2 separate regions of the Mus musculus genome follow, and region 2 is linked to region 1. Evidence: chromatin contacts called from public promoter capture Hi-C data. All regions are on one chromosome and are shown on one strand. The core of a region is the stretch at or near the end of the contact, and the rest is flanking DNA. Distances in the headings are between cores, read along the strand shown.

What was found. Capture Hi-C pulls out chosen DNA fragments and counts their contacts.
Region 2: a promoter capture Hi-C map of pancreatic islet shows a contact between it and region 1. The contact joins the promoter of Rpl32l here to the promoter of Map7 in region 1. A contact is called at or near these places in 1 of 15 datasets of contacts at CTCF or cohesin (CD8 T cells), 8 of 484 Hi-C or Micro-C datasets (the AtT-20 cell line, Sertoli cells, cerebral cortex and 4 more), 5 of 115 datasets of contacts at active chromatin or transcription factors (double positive thymocytes, embryonic stem cells, kidney and 1 more) and 3 of 9 other capture datasets (adipose tissue, liver and pancreatic islet).

Annotation. Positions count from the first base shown.
Region 1 is chr10:20,168,622-20,175,642 of GRCm38.p6, forward strand. Map7 (microtubule-associated protein 7) reads left to right here and starts at 2,401. Exons shown (of 18, transcript NM_001358787.1): 1 at 2,401-2,700. The coding sequence starts at 2,568. It overlaps Gm51795 (a long non-coding RNA gene), which reads right to left and starts at 6,712. Exons shown (of 2, transcript XR_003948992.1): 1 at 6,629-6,712; 2 at 2,624-4,144. Gm46213 (a long non-coding RNA gene) reads left to right here and starts at 6,622. Exons shown (of 2, transcript XR_001779728.2): 1 at 6,622-7,021.
Region 2 is chr10:20,205,267-20,212,287 of GRCm38.p6, forward strand. Rpl32l (ribosomal protein L32-like) reads left to right here and starts at 3,173. Exons shown (of 1, transcript NM_001101561.2): 1 at 3,173-3,764. The coding sequence starts at 3,224. The coding sequence ends at 3,625. All of the region lies in intron 1 of Map7 (microtubule-associated protein 7), which reads left to right.

The DNA.
Region 1 (7,021 bases), core at 1,151-3,650:
ATGGCTTCTTTAGAGCTGACTTCTGGCCCTTCATTCAGGGTTTCACTCCTTCCAGTAAAGGTTGTCAAAAATAGCTTATCGTGTTAAAGCAAACGCCTTCACTTAGGTGATTTTCACACAGATATAAACCATATTTCATGGTCTCTCAGGCTAGAGAGTGAAGAATCCACTCTGTCGTTGGGGGATTGCCTACTGACATGGACACAAAAGAAACCGAGTCACCAGCTGGGCATGGTGGATAATGACTTGGGTCCCGTGTCCTGTCGCTTCACTGCTCTTCCCTAAGCCCCGGCACATGAAGCTTCTTGGGGAAATCTGTTGTCAATGTGGATGAATTAAACTCCAAAGCCTTTGCTTTGCTGTGAGGCCTTGTGAACTCACCCTGGAAGTAAGGGAACCACAGTCTGTGTTTGCCTAACCCAGTAGCACATAGGCTAACACAATTCTCCTGGCCTTCTTTCAAGCCACCAGTCTGGATCTAAATGTGCACTCACTTAGTTAAATCACAAGCCTTTGGAGGGAAGGGTTTTTGAGAATTTGTCCATTTCCGTGGGGTTTGCTAGCCATTATACCCAGCACTGGGCAGGGAGGTGCAAATGAATGAAAACGGTGTGTCTCAAGAGGGTTTATAGTAGAGAAGAAAACACCTTGAAGATAAATGCAAAACACTGTGCTGGTTACAGTGGGTGTGCTGTAGATGTGGTAACCTTTTATTTATCAGCCACCTCTTATGAGCACTGTATTTGTTTAACCCTTACCCTCAACCTGATAAAATAGTCATCACCCAGCTGTCCAGAGAAAACTGGGCCACTAAGAAGAGTAAAGTACACTAGCCGAAGTTTGTTTCATACAAAAGACATGTTAGCTTACAGGCGATGCCACTAGACTCCTTCAGGGACCTAGCAATGACTCACTTCATCACCTGCTCCCAAGTGCAGGTGGCTCACCAGGTGACTTTTATAAAAAGGACTTTTTGATTTCCCAGCCAGTCTGCTGGCATCTCTTCCTGTCATCCTCTGTCCCCCACTTCTCTGCCCTCATGACTTTCCTCTAGTCTGTCTGCCTCCACCCCTTCTCCAGATCCTTACTCCCCTCCCTTCCCCCAAAGGCCTGTTACATGGTGTGATTTCTCAGGGGGCACCTTGGCATGGGACCCCAGGTCCCACACATATGCGGAGTTAGAATCTTTGACAGTGTGTAGGAGAGTCGTTTAGGGGGAAGGATTGCCTTTGACATTAGATTTAATTTGGATTAAAGGCCAAAAGAAAATAACTTTTTTTTCCTTCATTTAGCAATTAGCATTTTTGAATTGTTATTTGTTGCTATAAAAACTATTGATTAAAAAAAAATTACTGTACAAATTTGAAGCAACATAAAAATGGAAAGTCTTAAAATGAGCAAACTTACTTCAGAACGAAACAAAAATCATACGGCGGCTGCATGCTTCTGAGAGAATAGTCCTAAAGAACCGAAACTGGGTGACTAGCCGAGACCTGTTTGGCAGACGCCCGGGCATTGGGATAAGGAGAGCTGTCATGCAGTGGCAGGCAGCTGGGACTCCCCTCTTTGGCTTTGTCTCTGTCCTTTCAGCCTGACTTTCAGAGAAAGTGTTTTTAGTTGAAAGAGGCAGTCTCCAATTTCTGGTCTCCTTGGAGGGTTTCGGTATTGTGCTGGTGGGCCTCATGAACGAAGCGAACAGTGTATCTTGAGAGAGTTTATACATGAGTTGAGAACACATTGAAAATGAATTCGAAGCCCCATACATCAGGACAGATGCCACCAAGGCTCAGCCTATACAAACATGGGTGTTTGTGTCAGGAGAGTGAGGCAGCGGCGGCGGGATGCCTGCCTTATCTTTACTTACTGTAATAGACCACGAGGGAGGGGGAGAAGGAAACCCCTCTCCTGTCCTGAAGAATTAGCTGCTGCTCCTGCAGACGAACCCGTTTCTCCTGCTCCACCATTCCGCCGCTCAGCTCTGCCACCCAGAGGAGGAGGGAGCTGCCCTGTGCAGCTAAGCCTCTGCTGGTGGGTTCTGAGGACTGCATCCCAGGGCAGCTGGAACTGCTCCCAGCCTCCTTCATTAGGCTATGTCAGGGTTGTCAGGGCAACTGTTCACAGCAGGCATCATGTCATCTTTTGCCCTCCGCTGCATGCTGAATGTTTTGCTGTGCGGTAGCAAAAAGAAGACTGGGAAAGCTGGCTCTGATTGACCAAGGCTAGGCAGTCCAAGGGAGGCATCGGAACCTGCGTGCCTTTAATAGAGGCCTTCTGAAATGGGTGTGTGCGCGCGTGCGCGTGTGTGCATGTGCGAGAGTGTTTACTCACCAGCGCCTGTGCCTATTGGGGGGAATAAGTGGGAGGGGGCTGCTGCTAGGTGAGGGGCAGCAGCAGGACCTCAGTTGCCAAGTAGCTGGTAGTATCTGTCAGCTGTTCTCACTGTTTACCCATAGGGGATCTATTACAAGTGCTCAAATGAACAGGCAGCTTAGGAGCTAGCAGCTTCTGGGAGCTGCAATTACATAAGCATATATATTTAATATAATTGCCGAACAAGTAGCAGCGTTATGCCTGGGTCAGCTACAGCGATCCGACAAGAGAGACTGAAGAAGACTCCTGCAAGGACAATTCCCCTTGCTCTATTCACCATTAATGAGGAAGATGAGCTGCAGAAGAGTGGAAATGCCAGAAGACCCAAAGGTATGCATCAGCCCTACCCCTCACTGGAGCCGGATCCAGCACTGTTCTTACATTGATTATCGCACGGGTTCCGAACTGCACGCGCAATGCCTGCTTCTCGAGTATTCGTGACCTAACACAGCTTGCTGGTCACGCTCGCACACCCTCGGGGTATGGAGTCTGATGGAGTGGAAATAAATTTTGTAGGTTTGGTCTATTTCAGGTCAGCTTACTTTTTAAGACCCAAACTATTTTCCTAGTATAAAGGTCTTTAATATTCACTCCTTCATTTAAACAGGGGCCAGTGACTCTGACCTCGTGGGGGAATAAATTTGGCTTCAAGGGGTTTAAAGGAACAGTACCCTCACTTTCCTGTAGCCACGTCGGATCATTTCTGTTTACTTCAGTGAAATGAGCTTCTCTGTAAAAAGGACGGATTAGGTAAAGTGATTTTTTTTCCAGAGCTCCCTCCCCACGGGCAGAAGATGAGCATGCTTCCAGGTTCCTTCTACTCAGATGCTGAGGGAGAAGGAAGGCAGGCAGGCAAACTTGGGCAGCCAGGGAGAGGGAGCAGCATGAGGTCTCGCTTCTGACTGCTGCTGCTGAGTACTCTGTGCCACTTCAGACATGCTGGCTACAGAACACAGAGGTCTGAGCCTTGAGTGTCCCCTTGTGCTGATGACATGGCAGCAGCTGCTCAGGCTTCAATCCCATGGATGTCCTTCCGAGGTGTTGTCTCATAGCCACTCTCATGCATCTTTGAAGAAGGGCTTTTAGGATTGCACTTAAATTTTCCAGCATCCTGTAGGCGTCTTCCTGCAAGCTGTTCTCTCTAGCAGAAGAGGTACCTATCTGTTTATTTTTATGAGCTGTTTGGGTCTTATATTCTGTCACTGGCAAATTTTCTATCACCGACATTATCAAATTTTCCATAGTGTGGCTCTAGCCACTGACGCTTTGTTCCTAGCTCCAAAATGAACCATGTTGCTTTTGCTAAATATAATGGAAACTGTGTACTTTAAACCCAAAAGTAAGTTTTTCTTCCATTCTTGAAAAGAGTATTATCACTGCAGATGATTTCTGTTTGTTGTCGGGGTTTCTGTCGGAATGCCCAGTGACCTCAGAAACTCAGTGTTGCTGTAGAGGGGGGATATTTCTTCAGTTGCTCATGGGTTGACAGCTGAGTCCGAGCAGGCTGCTCTCAGTGAGACCCCTCCAAGGTGGTCAGCAGCCAGTCATTTATTCTCTGCAGAATTGGGAACTTTTTTTAAAGTTAATGCCAATTTGTTGAAGCATTCCCATGGTGTATTTGTCAAAACATCCTGGCTCGGTGAGTCTTCCCTGGAGTGTCCTGCAATTATCATTTTGGATAGCTACCCATTTTTTCTTACTTTTCATGACTTTTTCTTCCTGGCTTCTTTGTTTTTAATTTTCCTTCCAAATAAAACCTGTCCTTGGGTAGTTCCTTTAAAAGAAAAGGAGAGAGGGGAAAGTCAGTTCTAAAGATGTTTGGGTATCCACCAAGAATCTTAAACCAAGGAGTTCTGATCCCCTGCTGTTTATCCCTTTTTATGTCTGTGTGTGTGTGTTTGTGTGTGTGTGTGCGCGCGTGTGCGCGTGTGTGTGTGTGTGTGTGTACGTGTGCTTGATGGTTGGGATACATGGGGAGGATTCCATTCTATTAAGGATGACCAGGGTTTCTTTACATCCATATATGTCTCTAATTTATGACCTAGGAAACAAAATGAGCTGATGAATAATTCTGGATATCTCTGATTATGCTTAATGAATAAAAGCACTGTGGCTGTGGTTTTCGGTTTCTCTTCAAGCATCTGAGTAGCAGGAATGTCCATTTTCTAGTCCAGCTCTGCCTAGTAGAAAATCACAGCCGTGTTTCATTTCCGCACTGTCCAGTGTGATAGCCATTAGCCACGTGCAGCTACAGAGCACTTGAAATAAAGCTAGAACAATGGAGAAACTGATCTATTATATTTAGTTTACTTAAGTCCAAGTCGCCACATGAGACTGCTTTATAGGCCCACAGAGTCTGTCCTATAGAGCTGTGACATAGGTTCGTGTTGACAAACTCCCAGTGCCAGACATGGTTAGGTCTTGTGGTAAAAAGAGGAAGACAAGGGAGTTCAGGATGCATGAAGTCCTGAGTTCAATCCCAGCATAGCATGAACTGAGTGTGGTGTCCCATGAAGTGTAATCTACAGACCCAGTAGTTCAAGGTTACCTTTGGATACATGAGCAAGCCCAAGCTACATGAGTTCCAGTCTCAGAAACAAAACAAATTTTAAAAGCCGATCATGAAACCTACAAGCCCGGTTGGTCAGTACACTGTAGCTGGACAGACAGATTGTTCCTCTCCTCCTCCTCCTCCTCCTCCTCCTCCTCCTCCTCCTCCTCCCCCTCCCCCTCCCCCTCCCCCTCCCCCTCCCCCTCCCCCTTCCCCTCCAGGTGTTCCTTACAGTCACTATTGCTGTATTATATCATCTTTTGCAACTTTTAACGGGGCTTCTATTTCCAAACAGAACCTGATGATACAGGTTGCCTTCTATGTATGACTGTTAAGCAATCAAACTTGGTTTTCTTCCCATTCCACGGCCTAATCAGCCAAGCATGTCTGAACTTGGTGCACAGTGCTGGTTTGCATGCCTAATAGGTTTTTCCCTGTCATCAGTAGTTAAGAACCTTGCTGTCTGGCTTGATTAAGAGGAGCGCTTCTGGCGAGGCTCACTCAGGGCTAATGATGAGTACTGTATTCTCAGGTGTACATACTGTTGAGGAACCATCACCACACACTCACAGGAATGAATGGGGCAACCACCACCTAGACTCCGAGGTGGCGTGGCTTCTGAGTTACTTGGAGTGAGAGAGGAATCTGGTTAGCTAGCCGACAGGATCACTTCTTAAAGCAGCGAGCACATGTCCACGGGATTGGGATTGGCGCGCACATGCATTCCGTGCCTCGCCGTTGCTGACATATAGCCTTTAAATCAGCAAGTGAGACAGATCCTACTGCTTGTCGACCCCCAAATGCTGAGCCTCTGAGTGATGCTGACCTTAGGCCTGCCTGAGCGAGGTTTTGCAGGCAGTTCTGTAAGTGAATGCCTTTGCTATGTTCCGAGGCATGCCATCCGAGTTTTTCTAAGCATGGCATGTTATTAAGTAATAAGACATTTTTCTCTCTAAGCCAACATTCATTAGATGTTCACTGTGGCATTATTCATTCCCAGTGTTACAGAGTGCTGTGATGCAAGGATAATTGAGTATTTTTGCTCTCAGAGGTGGTGTCTGTCTAGTAGAAAAAGACAAATATGGCCAGTAACACAGTTGTGTAAACCAAAATGAGGGGAACTCTGAGAAAGGGGAGAGTAACAAAGGTGGGAGAAGTGCCCACAATGAAGCTGTCTGGTTGCGGTTAGAAAAACATCTGGAAGCATACTCAGGACCCCAGGCAGGAGACCAGGACCCCAGGCAGGAGACCAGGACCCCAGGCAGGAGGACTCCAAGTCTACCCCCAAAGCGTGATGAGGACAGCACACTGTAACTTTCCTACCACTTGTGAACCACCTAAAGTGCTGACATTTTTGGCATTGTTTTCCTGGGTTTTGTCTGTTTCATGTTTGTTCATTTGAAGCGGGGTCTCTGTTAGCCCAGGCTGGCCACAGACTCACTGCTGAGCTGCAGGTAACCCTGAATTCTTCCTGATCTTCTTGTTACTGCCTTCCCAGTGCTGAGATTGCAAGTGTGTCCCACCATTCCATGTTTGGCTATAATATAAATCTTCCTTTAATATATACCTTCCAGCTCCAGCATCATCTTCATTTGTGAGACTTGCCTCCAAATAACTTACTTTTGGAAAATACCACCCTCAAAAGATGAAGGGCTGATCCCCAACTGGACAGATTCCCCCCCCCCCCCCACCCCCCACCACCACCACCTCTGGCTTTCATTCTTCCTCCTCCATGGCATGCCAGGAAGCCGGTAGCCAGCAGGTCTTCCCACCTTCATGCTTTGGAGCTTCTCAGTGGTGATGCCCCTCCCACTGGGGCTGATGTCATAATTGAGATTCAGTTCCACGTTTGATCTATAGGTATTTTCATTTATCCTCTGTTTTTAAACTAAGCCTCCATTTAGAGAGGTTTTTCAAAGTAATCTGGATTTTAGCTTCCCTTTCATCTTGGATTGCTTTCCATTGCTGTGATAAAGACGAAAAATAAGAAATTTGAGGAGGAAAACATTTATTTCTGTTTAGTTACATGTCTGTTTAGTTACATGTCAGAGCAGGAACCTAGAGGCAGGAACTGAGTAGAGACCGTGGAGGAATGCTGCT
Region 2 (7,021 bases), core at 1,923-4,422, 37 kb after region 1:
TGCCGTTTCAAACCAGGCTGCCGGGTTGGAGAGAGGTCTTGTCACCCTTTCACTCTCTCCCGAGTGTACCTCGAGCTGGAAAAAGAATCTTAGCCTGACCGTTTGGTGTTTGCCCGGCTGTGGGACACAGAGCAAGAAGAGGGAGACATGCAGATATGTTGCAGCACATCCGAGAAGGGGTTTTAGCATGGAAGATGCTGGAATGGAATGTAAGTTACTCGTGAAAACTTTAATAAGAATCTGTAACAATGTAGTGCTCGCTAGGCCAGCGTGACAAAGTAACGCTTCCAGCAGGTGGAAGCGGTAGGAAAGCTCTTACTAGATCTGTTTGCTAAAAAGAGAAAGAAAGACCTTTTAGTGCTGGTATTGTTAGAAAGCAGAGCAGGATTTAAAGTTACCTTTGCTGTGTGGAAGTGCAGTGGTCACATCCTAGAGCCGAGTGGTATCATTATCCGTGTCCACACCACTGCTGCTTGCTGTGACAAGCACAAAAAAGACTCAACAGTGTCTCGGCCCACGGAGGACCACATGCAGTTAAACGTTAGCTGAAGGAAAGTTTGCTACATAATTGTTGATTTCTTACTGCTCCTAATATTCCCTCTGGACCAGATGGTGGAGGTGGAGATGATGGCATTTCTCCGCAGAGTAGCACATTTGCAGGATTAAGAAGGCATTTGTCTTACCTCCTTGTCCCTCCCTCCTTCCCTCCCTCCCTCCTTCCCTCCCTCCCTCCCTCCCTCCCTTCCTTCCTTCTTTCCTTCCTTCCATCCATCCATCTGTCAATTTCAGAAACACAACCTGCATTTCTCTCTCATCTTTTCCTACTGGAATGCTCTCCTTTCTTCTCTAGTAGACATTCACCAAGTTTTAAGATAAGGAAGGAGTTGTTTGCTTTTAAGTATATTTAATGAGTATCATTTATATTTTACTATAAAACACTTGCTATGAGAAAGACATGAATTTTATGTAATATCAATCTCTAGTAACTACTAGGAGATGACTCATAGTCTAAATAATTGTTATTTATATTTTATGGTTAAAAGTACAGAATTGGGACAGCATATTTGAAGTGACTTTGAGCTTTGATTTTGAGTTTGCCTTTTAGCTCTGACTTTACTAATTTTGAGATGAGTTATTTACTAATTATCAGTCAAAATGAGAGAAAAATGTGTATTGTCAGTGTACAGTGTTGTACAATGGGGGCATCTCAGATTTTAGGCTTCAACATACATCAAAGAAAAGCAAAATTCCTCCTATATGATTTGCTCGCTTAACTAATTTCCAGATTCTTTCTGCCCTTGAGCATATTTTTATAGACAAGCTCTCTACACACAAGTGTTATTTGAGGGGGGGGGGGGTGGGCCAGAGTAGAACACTTGTCTACTGTGTTCACCATCCTGAGTTTGACCTTTATAGCACTGATAAACAAAACAGTGTAAAGCAGATTCGCATGGGGTTTTCATGTCTTAGGATAAAACATAATGATGAATGCGCAGCCAGTTTTGTATTTCGATATGATACGATAAGTTTGCCAACATCATGTGAACTACGCATTACTGGGCACAGAAATGGGACAAATCAACAGTTAAATTTCAGATTTAAAAAGGTTGGGGCTAAGCCAGAGAGTTCTTAATATCCTAGATTAATTTTTAAATGATACTGAATTTTGGTCCTATTGTTTTCTTTCCGTCTCTTGGGTTTTGGATATTACAAAGACCTCGTAGAAGCAGAAAACATGAAAGCTTTGTTTCCATTGACTCCAGCTTCAGTTTGAAGCTATAAGCTTAGAGGAGAGATGAGCAGGTGTAGCTATGTATGTCCTCCGCCCACACGGCAGCCCAGCAGCTCAGCCATGGAGTACACACAGGTGGGAGACGCCTGCTTCCGTTGGACCAGCCCTGGACAGGGATGGTCAGGGATGAGTGAGGCAAGAAGCGAACAGCCCCTCTGCCCCTGCTGCCCTGTGAGCCACCTTAGCCCATACTACTTCCCAGCAGCTTGGTACTCACTTAAGTCTTCAGCGAGTAGTCACTGAGTCTGGAGTCTTTAGAATAGAGTCTGAAAGGCTTTCAGTAAATTAGTGATCTGTTCTCAGCCTCCAAAAGGATGGGATTGAAGTCTGAGCTGAATGATTTTAGATTCGGTGGGTTGATATTTTTGCTGTTTATTTGCTTGTTTTTGAAAAAGCAGCCATCAGTAAAATTTGTCAAAGCATCATTATTCCCTGACTTGTATCTTCCAAGACTCAAAGTATGCTAGGTTAAATGTAATTTAACTAGCTTCTCCTAAACAAAAAAATATAAAAACTGAAAGGAAGTAATAGCTGGGAGGGGTGAATGAGGTCAGAAATTAAAAATTTTTTCCTAGGAACTGTGTGTTGCTCCTGAACCCCCCCCCCCCCGCCACAACTGTCCAATCACAGCTGCTGGAGCTGAACCTACATCTCTGTGTGTGTTCTAGAAATGAGATTGCCTAAAAGGAAAGGGACAGAGACTTAAATCAGCAGAGAGAATAACAAGGCAGTGGCACGTGTTGTCACATAAACTAAAGGTGTGTGACATGTTTTGTTCCAAGACTTAATTTACAATTACCTTCTAAGATGCAAATCATACACTCAGTTAAGCCCACTAAAATATTCTAATGGCATTTTACTGAGTTGGTATCTAGTAGTTATTCTCTCACATGAAATTGTCCCTCCAAGTCTCAGGCCCTAGTGTGATAAGAACTTGACTCTGTACTTTGTGTCGCATATCAGAGCATCGTGAAACATGAAGGTTTTACTGAGCTGTAAACTGACAGGTCTATCAGCCCTTTAGATTCTCAACATTCATGAATAACTAGCACATGACTACTCAGTATGAGTGAGTTGTGCTTTTTTTTTAATCAAAAGACAGTTTGCTTAGTGAAATCTAAAATGTTTCATCATGTATTAGAGCAGTGCGTGTGTATAAATAAATTCCATAATACAAATAATTAGGTTTGTTGATTTATATCTTACTTCAAAAGATCCACAGGGATTCATAAAATCAGGATTCTTAATGAGAAATTGCTTTTCTTCAGTCCTATTCAGTTTTAAAGGGTGATTCCACAAACCATTTCTGCACTGTAACCTGTTAGGTTATGCAAGAAGGTTTTTAATGTCTTCAAAAACATAATAAAATAAAATGACCAGCTTCTTCCTTGGTGCTGCCTACGAGGTGGCTGCCATCTGTTTTGCGGCATCATGGCTGCCCTCCGGCCTCTGGTGAAGCCCAAGATCGTCAAAAAGAGGACCAAGAAGTTCATCAGACACCAGTCAGACCGATATGTGAAAATTAAGCGAAACTGGCGGAAACCCAGAGGCATCGACCACAGGGTGCGGAGAAGGGGCCAGATCCTGATGCCCAACATCGGTTACGGGAGCAACAAGAAAACCAAGCACACGCTGCCCAGCAGCTTCCGCAAGTTCCTGGTCCACAATGTCAAGGAGCTAGAGGTGCTGCTGATGTGCAACAGATCTTACTGTGCTGAGATTGCTCACAAGGTGACCTCTAAGAACCGAAAAGCCATTGTAGAAAGAGCAGCACAGCTGGCCATCAGAGTCACCAATCCCAACGCCAGGCTACGCAGCGAAGAAAATGAATAGACGGCTTATGTGCATGTTTTATGTTTGAGTAAAATCACAAAACCTGAAAAAAAAAATAAAATAAAATGACCAAAGAGCAAGTAATATGACAAATAGCCAAAAAGGTGAAAGTTAATATTTAATCTTTCTGCTTACTTGATTTTATCTAACATTAACAATGAAGGGTTTCATGATTTTCTGTAACAGCCCATATAAGGTTAAAGATTAACATTTTTATGTAGCATCTTAAGATGTTTTAAGGCTAGGGTCTAGCACATGTTTCTCATGTAGGAAGCCCTGGCTTTGATTCCTGAAACCAATAAGAAGGCTTCTTGCTTTGAGTCGTTTGGTTTTGTAGTTTTTTTCTGATAATCAAAATTCCCAACTTAAGCTGGAAACAATATGCTCAGGAGATCAGGGTCATCCATAGCAACATTCAACGCCAGCCTAGGTTACGTGAAACCTTGCTACCCAAACCCAAGGAAAAGTGTGATGTCAGTCAGAGTCATTAGAAAAAGCCTAGCAAATACTCCATCCAGAGACGTTAGCTACATTTCAATGAAATGACGTCACTGAGAACTAAAAAGTGTTTATGTACTTGCAGTTTTCTATGTGTGGGAGTTCTTCCTTAACAAGTGTGGAGCTAGGAGTCTTGAGAATTCTTCATAGATTCATAAAGAGATATATTAAGTATGTTTAGAGGTATACGATGGTTATTAATGGCTGGACAGTGGTGGCCCATGCCTTTAATCCCAGCACTTGGGAGGCAGAGCCAGGCAGATCTCTGAGTTTGATGCCAGCCTGATCTACAAAGTGAGTTCCAGGAGAGCCAGGGCTACACAGTGAAGTCCTGTCTTGGGTTGGTGTGGGGGTCAGATGAGTGTTAATGACCAGATGGGGCCCGTGTCCTTGAGCAGTTCTCAGTCATGTGAACATAGTATTTTGAACTTTTCATATGTATGGATATTGCTTTTCTGTCTACAGTTTACAACACCTGAGCTGATCCAAGGCCTCTAGGAGAGATCCAAAGCCACACCTTGGGTGTGAAATCAAATATTGTGTTCTAGGATTGTGTTCCTCATTATATTAAATGTGCTTCCGGTTTATAGCAGTTAACCCTTTTAAATTTAAATCCCCAAACAGATCTGGGGTGTGGCAGCTGTCATGATATCTACTCAGCAATTTCATAGCCAATAGCAATAGATGACCTAAATTCTCCCATGAGAGTGGGTGAGGCCAGGTTCGACATGTTACAACCAAGCAGGTTGTAAACTTGCTTCTTCTGGAGAGTAAGGGCAGCACAGAAGGTCTGATCTACCAGGAATTGGACAGTCTTTCCAAATGACAGACAGCGGGCAGTGAGGCAGGTGCTGTGCCTGCAGTCCCAGTGCGAGGCTGTACAGAGCAGCAGGGAGATCATAAGTCTGAGGCCAGGTGTGCTTTTTAGCAAGATCCTGTCCCAAAACCAGAACAAGACTGCCCACAGCCACAAGGGTAGTTTTGCCTTTTGTAGTCTGAGTGAGTTTTAGGTATGAAATGAAGGAACTGAATCTATTAAGATGCAAAGGTGAATTTATTTTTCAGTTGTCTTTTTAAAACAACACTACTTCTCAGATTTATTTTAGGTTATGAAAATATACGAGCCGGGCATGGTGGCGCATACCTTTAATCCCAGCACTCAGGAGGCAGAGGCAGGCGGATTTCTGAGTTCGAGGCCAGCCTGGTCTACAAAGTGAGTTCCAGGACAGCCAGGGCTACACAGAGAAACCCTGTCTCGAAAAACCAAAAAAAAAAAAAAAAAAAAAGTTAGTAATACATAACTCTTTACAGAAACATATAAGAAACATTGCCCACAATCCTGTCACCACAATGCAGAGCCTTCATGTATTCACTTCAGTATCCATGTGCATAACTGTAATTGAGTTACAAGCCACAGTACTGCCTCTGAGTGCTTTAATGTTGCTGGTCATATTTTAATCCATGGAGGGATATTTCCCCATTGGCTATTGTTATTTTGGGGTGTTTGTTTGTTTGTTCTAACAGACCATCAGTGTCAGTAATGCAGTGTGTTAGCTCTCTGCACCGTGTTGAGCAGCAGTAGGTCCCTGCTGATGGATTCACTCTTCCTTCCCTGCCTTGCCCTGGTCCCCAGCAGCAGGCCTTCCCTGCGTCTGTGAGTTTGGTGTGTGCATCAAACTGCATCTTGTCCTGTGACTCAAACACTTCTCGTAGGAGAATCCCTGCCAAGCTTCCTTCTACAGGATTGTTATTGTGTGCATGTGCCTGTGCGTGCGTGCGTGCGTGCGTGCATGCGTGTGTGTGTGTGTGTGTGTGTGTGTGCGTGTGCGTGCGCGCGTGTGTGTGTGTGTGTGTGTGTGTACCATCTTTCCTCTGTCCATTCAGCACTAAATGGATATTTCAGGCGTACCCTTGTGTGTGTGGTGAAAATGTGAGCAAGGGGTGCTCTGAGGTCCTGATTCCCACTTCTCTGAACCATAATTTTGGCTCTAGCATTTGTTGGTTGCTTGGGTTTTGTTGTTGTTAGTTTAGTTTGGTTTGGTTTGGGTTTGTTTTTTTGTCTTTTTCAATTTTTCCCACCAGTAGTAGTAAACGAGGGTTCTAGTTTTTCTCCATCTCTATCAACATTTGTGATGTTTTAATTTAAAAGTCCTGAGTATGAAATGCTATCCCACCATGATTTTAATGCATCTCCACGTTGCTTGGAGGAATTAGTCACTTCATAGATGCGTGACCATTCGTATTTGCAGGGTTATGCATGCGAGGATGCAGCCCATTACAGGTCAGAGTACATCTGAAAGAAGTTACATCTGCACGGAACATACACACAATGTCTTTTTTTTTCATTAACTCCACATAGGGACCAGGCCTCCAACATTTGAACCCTTAGAATGTCTCCACACAGACCAGTTATTTTTGCATTTGTTTGTGTGTTTGAGACAAGGGTTCACACTGTAGCCCAGGCTAGACTACAACTCCCAGTACCACTCCTGCCTGAACCACTATGCCTACCTTGCACCAAATTTCTTATCCCTAATTCTTTGTTTGTTTGTTTGTTTGTTTTTCAAGACAGGGTTTCTCTGTATAGCCCTGGCTGTCCTGGAACTCACTTTGTACACTAGGCTGGCCTCGAACTCAGAAATCCGCCTGCCTCTGCCTCACAAGTGCTGGGATTAAAGGCGTGTGCCACCACGCCCGGATGTAATTTCTTATCCCTAATTCTTATAAATGGTTCTTTGAATGAATAGTAACTAAGAAAAGTTTTTCTAAGTTGTGAAGAGATCATGTGAATAAGGTTGAGTTGTCATGTCTGTATCAGCAGTAGTAATGGGCTTAATTGGTCAAACGAAGGTGGCTTCTGGTAGGTAGAAGATGGCTAAACATTTGTAATTCAGAATT